Regions from separate parts of the Sus scrofa genome. Here region 1 is linked to region 2. A link is a contact called in public Hi-C data. All regions are on one chromosome and are shown on one strand. The core of a region is the stretch at or near the end of the contact, and the rest is flanking DNA. Distances in the headings are between cores, read along the strand shown.

Region 1 (3,357 bases), core at 314-2,813, 190 kb before region 2:
CAAAGGCAGACTCTTTACTCTTGAAACCATAACTGCCAGTTCCCTCTTTCCCACAGCCTCTGGCAACCACCATTCTGCTTCCTGACTGTAACTTTGACTACTCTAGGGACCTGTGTCAGTGGAATCATACAGAAGTTTTCCTTTTATGATTGGCCTACTTCACTTAGCGTCCTGAAGGACCAGCCACTCTTTTGACCCTGTCTGTTAAGACTGTGCCCCTAGGAGCAAGAAGCTTCTAGCGAAAGCTGGAGTGAAAGATCCAGGAATAGGACTCGGGATCTTTTTTTTTTTCCCCTCCAGAAGCAGGGACAGATCCAGACTCACCTGCTTCACAGGTCCTAACACCATTTCCATGTCTGTGCCTCTGCTCCATGACTCTGCTCCAGAATACCTCACGGATGCCAGAGCCGTGGGAGCCTTCTTTGCATTACAGCTCCTTTAAAGCAATTATTGCAAATACCTAAGAGACACATTATGTCTTTCCTCAGCTGCTAGAGGATATTGTAGACAAGTGACAGTTGGAGAGAGGGGAGTGACCTCTCTATATTCATGGAAAACTACCCCCCAAAGTTGGAGCAGGGCCCTCAGAGGTCTTCTCTTCAACCTCTCACCTACCTCGGGCTTCTTCTTTGTTCTCTCTCTTCATAGACACCTAAGTGGAGTCATCCACCTCACCTAGTAGAGCCCAGTCACCATTGGCTGTGATCCCTTAGAGGAGTTTTTCTATTAGTCAGCGGGGCTCCTCCTCTCTCTTAGAAAATGAAGGGGAATACGCCAAGATTTCCTCAGATTCGGGGCAGGGAACTGAGATAAATTTGCAGGGGCCACTTCTGAAAGTATTAGAAAATTAAGAGCTAACTAAAGACAGGAAACAAGCTTTACAAAATGTGTGTGGAGAGGCATTCATTAAATGCAAGTGAACGAACTCCAGAAATGAACCCTTTCCTCTCACCTCACCACAATTTCCAAGCGTTCTAAAAGCCTCTGGTCAATGCTGTGTGCCCTCCTTTAACAGACACCAGCATCTCACCCTGCTTCCCGCCATATGTGCCGATAAAGTTAAGATGCAGAGGAGCGCAAGGTGAAGGCAAACTTGGCCTTTTTTCTAAGTGCAGACATGTTCTTGAATTAAGATTGTCATCCTCACATGATAATTTTTGGCAACCAAGATGATCACATGGTTCTGATTTTAGAATTTTAGATTATATTCCTTTATTGGACTTAACCTATATATCCTATACATATGTATGTATATAGTATACATTATCCCCATATTAAGATTCTTTTCCTCGGTGTGTAAAGCTAATGTGTCTGTGTTACAGAAATATGCCACATGCGTTAAAAAGACCATCAACAAGGGCACATGGGTATCAGACTGAACAGAATTTTGAGTCCCAAGGTGGATGTCAGACTTCTAATTCTTCTTCGGGATTCTTGCTTTCAGAAAAAGGGGCCCATCTGAGAGGGGCCGGAGTTGCTGCTGTGCATTAGCCATGCTGAGGGGGGTCATAAATTTTGGTTGTCAGCGTTTTCCGTGACTTTGTGGTGAAGGTAGCCTAGCTTTCATGTCATACATGAAATATGTTAGATCCCATCTTTAATGTAGAAACCACAGTTGTTTGGTTACACTCTTGAAGGAGGTTGGTGGTCAGTGTTGCAATATTCGTGTGAGATTTAGTAAATTCTTGTGTTGTATTCTCAAGAGAAACAATTTACTCTGAGGCTAAGGAATATTTGCTTTTCCTCAGCAGTTTCTGAAGGCATGCATGTAGGACAATAACGGATGTGTTCCGCCCCAGCATCTCAACACTGCAAAAGTAAAACAGTTCCCTTTGCCACGGGCTCTTTGATACAATCGTTGTCTGAACTCTAAAAATGTTTAGCTGACTCAAAAAGATACGAATCAGACAAGGAATTATAGCAGAGAGAGAAGGGGTCGGGGAATAGTTAAGAGTGAAGTAGAAAAGGTTCATAGAACATAGGATTAGAAGCCAGTCTTTGAAAAGTTGAAAGCTATTTTAGAGGTATCTGCTGACTAACAAAAATTTTTAAATGGCACTACCATCCCCTTTGTCTATTGGAGGAATCCCCCCCTTGTTAAATATCAGCATTTTTCTTCCCCAGTTCAGAAGATTTATGATAATCAGTCTTCTGTGAATCAAAACTGAATTTGGGAGGAAGGGAATTGTTTGGCGGCAGGGTGAGGGCACTAGTCTAGACCTTATCAGATAGTTATAGGTTCATATTCTAGCTTTTGGCATTTTTTCTTGAACAAAAAAGATCACACTGAAGTCAACTAAGGCACATCTTCAGAGTGACTCCGTCTTTGTTCAAGCCACAGGGTGCCAAAGCCGGGCCAGCCTCCGCAATTCTCTTTGCTTTAGTTCTGAAGAGGTTCACTTCCTTTCTTAGTTTCTTAAATACATAGGGGGGAAAATGCTGAAATTCACTATTTCCTTTCATTTTCCTCCTCTTTGAGGGTTAGCAAGCAGAGCCTCCCAGACCCTCCAGGGAGAGGCAGCGAGATTACATGGTGAGCTTTAATTTAGAGTTGGGAAAAGTGTGGCCCTCGGGGGGAGGGGGGGGGTGACACGTTGTTCTCAAACTCTGTGATAACCCATCCAGTGATGCTGTCACTCCCTGAAACTGCATCAGGGCTCACAAACTCAGAGGCGTTGGGGTAACCCATTAAGCACGGTAACCAGAGTTTCTGTACACTTTACTATACAGCTCACTGTAAAATAGGAAGAGAATGTGTTCCTCTGAATCCTAAAGTGGAGATTGTCCCTTCTCTCTTCCATGCACAAACAAATAATGTTTCTGTGTAGAAGATGACTGTAAGGAAGAGAGGAAAATAATGATGTGCTTTGCAGGGAGGTAATGCACATTATATGTGATCCAGGCAGCAGCTGTGTCTCAGTGGAAGCAAATCCCCCAGAATGACTCTCTCATTTCTTAAGTGCCTATGTTAGTGAGCATGAGCCACAGAAGAGCAGAACAGAAAAAAGCAGTTCACTGAGAATCGGGGGATGCGACTCTGTAGGCCCAACTCTGCCAGTGAATAAGGTCATTCCATCTTTCCAGGTCTCTGTTTTCTCGTCTGTAAGATGAGAATGTTGGACAGGTTGACCTGCAAGTCCCTTCCAGTTCCTAAGCCCCGTGTCTCTGTAAGAAATTCCTGACCCATTCTTTTAGGTTACAGAACTCTCTCTCTCTGTATTTCCATGCTACAATCAATAGACTTCTCATTTTGAATGAAATCAAAGTACATGCCGTGGAGGGTACATTTGGTTTTATCAGTGTTTTGACTGCCACAGAATTCAGAGTCATGTCTTGGCAAAAGTGGACATTGCTACC
Region 2 (3,651 bases), core at 691-3,190:
ATACACATAGAAAGAGAGCCTGGAAAGAAATGCACCAAACGTTGAAAGTAGGTATTTCTAAGTGGTAAGATTGTCAATAATTTATTTTCTGAATCATCCACAATGGCCTTTATCAATTTTATAATACAAACAATTAATATAAACATAAGTAAGCCAGCCACAGAGAGTCTTTAAAGGTACCACAAATTGCCTTCTGAATGCACTGCAGCAGGAAAAAATAAAGCCCACAGAGAACTGGTTCTCCACAAAGGGTGATGTTGGTTGGCAGGGGATAATATTATTGCGGGTTGTCACAAGTGGCAGGGGACATTATTATGGGTTGGCGATGCTGGTGTTCTGGAGGCATGGAGGGGGCAGATGTCAGGGATGCAGGCCCCACAACCAAGAATTCCATGGCCCAATGTCATGGGTGCTGAGAGTGAAAGCCATGCTCTGGAGTCAAAATCATGATGTGAATCCAGACCCTCAGCCACATCAGATGGTCAGTCCTGGCCAAGGTCTCACCCACTCTACACCCCAACCTACCCTTGTGAGGGGGAAGCACAGGATTTCTTAGTTAAAAAATAACTACATATGGAGTGTCTGGTACATAGAAGGCACAAAATAAATTATTGGTTGTCCTCCTAGAACCACATTTAAAGAAAGAACATGATCACATATTCCATTTTGTGTTTCCTTCTGTAGGTATCAAAAGAGAGTGCTTCCTAACCTTTAATTAAACTAAATTGCCCTCTTTCAAAGGGTACTTGACTTTGGGAGTCAAGCCAGTTTCGAGGTGCTGTGCTCTCCCTGGATTCTAGAGCTTTACAATCAGATTGGCAGGGTGAAAATGTGGGTCTATCCAAAACTCATAGAGGCAAATGTTCTAAGTACCAGGGCTAATGCAAGTGAGAAGTTGATGTCCTGTCCTGGCACTGCCCACTGGGTCCACCTGGGACCAAAAGGCTGGGCCCAGAGGAGGACACCAGGCACCAAAGGACACACAGATGTTGTGTGTGCATCTCTTATCGAACAAAGCAACAGGTGAATGCATTTGATTTTCTTGCACTTTTCCCCTCTCCAATGAATGATTTGAGCTCTATTTATAAATATGCTTGGAGAAATTAAAAATTATCTGGAAATAGCAGAAGTCTAAACCTATATTCCTACTGCTTCTGCATCAAAAGAGCCTTGGTACCACTTGCGGCAATGGAGATCCCATTGGTTGCCGCTCAACTCCTCTGCTTAAATTGGAGCAAGGCTGATGGGCATCCACATGCTCTCCTGGCTGCTGTAACTGGGGGGTTAGAGATGTGACTTGTCTTGGACCACAGATGAACACACTGAAGCAAGGCTGGGAGGCCTGGCTGGGGAGGGGCGCTGGGGAGAAAGCTGTGTGGATACCAGCAACTTACTCTGCTCACAGCCAGGATCTGGAATGCTGAGCGCAAGCTGACCACTCCCTGCCTGCAGTCACGTCTTGCTGTCACAGCCCAGACCCCTAGGCACCACAGCTCTGCATGTGAAAAAAAAAAAAAAAAAAAAAAAAAAAAAAAAAAGCCAGAGGCGCTGACCAGGCTCCAGCGTGCTGTATACAGACCTCCTTCAATGAGAACCAACTGCCAAAAATTCTCTTCACTGACCACACATGCAAAAAAAAATTCTTCTGATATTAGTATAATGTATCATTTACTGTCAGAAGAACTGCTTTTTCCTCCCTTGCCTTCGGAAACATTTCTAGGCCATAGCACCTGCATTGTTGCCATATTTTTGCACAGTCCAGTGACCAAGGAGTATTTAGAGTCTGCACAAACTCAACAAATGGTGTCTCCCATCATCTGCTGAAGGATTGGAAAAAAAAAAAAAAAATGAGGCAGAAGTGACCCGCTGGTTCGGTTCAGAAGACAGGCATCTCTGTAGTTTACAGCAAAGGGGCTCCTCCCAGCAGGCCCGTCCACTCCTACTGCCCAAGAGGAAAACGTTAGTCAACCACATCTTGTCCAAACAGGGCTGGGCTTGTTGACACAGGCTGCCGAGCTCTCGCGTACCAGGAAGATGGCACCAGGAAGGTCCCTTGAGCCTCCTCAGGGCAGGCCAGTCTCCTGGACTGACTGTCTCCTTCACCACAATCTGTCTCATGCAAAGATAAACTCTGACAGGCTAGTGGGGGCGACAACCAGGAGGGCCCCGAGCCGGCCCCCGATCCCTGCTTGGAAGGGCCCTGGGTGAGTGTCACTCCATCCTGATCAGACCGAATGCCATGTACTCTGCACCCCCCGGTGGGACCAGTGTTCCCCACAGTACTGGGAGGGGTCAGTGTCTGGCCCCCTGGGAGCTTCCGAGTCAGTGTGTCCAAACAAATAACCCCACAGACGCGGGTGAGAGGGAAGGACTGGGGGTTGGGGATTGGCATATGCACACTGAGGTATATGGAATGACTGGCCCATGGGGACCTGCTGTATGGCACAGGGAACTCTACCCAATATCTTGTGATAATCCATGTGGGAAAAGAATCTGAAAGAGAATGAATGTGTGTATACATATGACTGGGTCACTTTGTTGCACAGCAGAAATGATCACAGCCTTGTAAATTAATTATACTTCAATAAAACTTAAAAAAATGAAAATCAAAAAATTTAAAAAAATAATAAAATCGTCATCTAATACTAAAAATAAATAAATAAATAAATAACCCCACAGGGAAAGTGGAGCAGCTAGTAGAAGGAGCTGGTCTAGGGACCATCCAGCACATGCTGAGCATGGCAGGAGGCGTGTCTGCTCCAGTCCCCCTGTGACATCCATACATACTTTGTGACTGAAGAAACACCTGCCCCATCCCCGGAAGTCCCAATGGTGTTGGTGCCTAACTGCAAATGTATTTGACCAAAACCAAAAGAACTACCCAAGTCCCACTCCCACCTGCTACCTCGGCTGCCGTCAAAGGCATCTGCAGATGTGGGGCAGCCTTTTTATCTGCATGGAACACTCTGCAGACAAGGGGACAGGCTGTGTGAGGCAGGAACTTAGAGTCCCAACTGACATGGACAATGGGCTCCTGTCCTTAGATACTCTTTTTTTTTTTTTTTTTTGCCACACCTGCAGCATGCATAAGTTCCCAGGTCAGGGATCAAACCCGTGCCACACCAGTGACAACACCGAATCCTCAACCACTAGGCCACCGGGGAACTCCCCCCAGATACTCTTAAGTAGAGAAATGTGGCGACAATCTTAAAAGTGTCCAGCCTTCTTGCCACCCTCTATTTGATCCCCAACCACTCTGCACTCAACACATTCTAGATAACGAGTCTATTTCCTCCCACCTCTTCATGCCTGAAACTAAGCCCCCATGATCCACGTGACCACCTCCTCAAGGGCATGCAGCTAAACTCCACTTGACCTGAGAAGGCTTCCCTGAGGCCAGAGCCTTACTTCCCTCCAGAGCTCCTGTCATGGTGACTATCTCAACCACAACCTGGGCTCACAGCTTCTATCTTGGCATGCTGTACGTGTGTCTTTCAACATTTATATCTGTCCCTTTTCCCTTACATCTTTTTTTTTTTTTTTTTTTTTGGACTGCACTGCACCTATGGCATGGGCATGAGGAAGTTCCTGGACTAGGGACTGAACCTGAGGCACAGCAGTGCCAACACCAGATCCTTAACCCACTGAGCC

The links. Hi-C and Micro-C count contacts between places; a contact is called where the count stands out from the background.
Region 1: a Hi-C map of embryonic fibroblasts shows a contact between it and region 2, with 2.8 times the contacts expected there. The contact joins two enhancer-like sites. A contact is called at or near these places in 3 of 47 Hi-C or Micro-C datasets (embryonic fibroblasts and fibroblasts).

The regions. Positions count from the first base shown.
Region 1 is chr1:136,731,952-136,735,308 of Sscrofa11.1, reverse strand. The region is part of intron 19 of FMN1 (formin-1); the gene reads left to right. Among named protein-coding and RNA genes, the nearest start is that of GREM1, 120 kb to the right of the region's middle. Within about 2 kb of position 1,563, at least 1 of the 83 cell types and tissues checked has an H3K27ac peak or open chromatin away from gene starts, as enhancers often do. A contact at or near this core is called in embryonic fibroblasts, where this site is marked.
Region 2 is chr1:136,545,355-136,549,005 of Sscrofa11.1, reverse strand. The region is part of intron 2 of SCG5 (secretogranin V); the gene reads right to left. Among named protein-coding and RNA genes, the nearest start is that of SCG5, 21 kb to the right of the region's middle. Within about 2 kb of position 1,940, at least 7 of the 83 cell types and tissues checked have an H3K27ac peak or open chromatin away from gene starts, as enhancers often do. A contact at or near this core is called in embryonic fibroblasts, where this site is marked.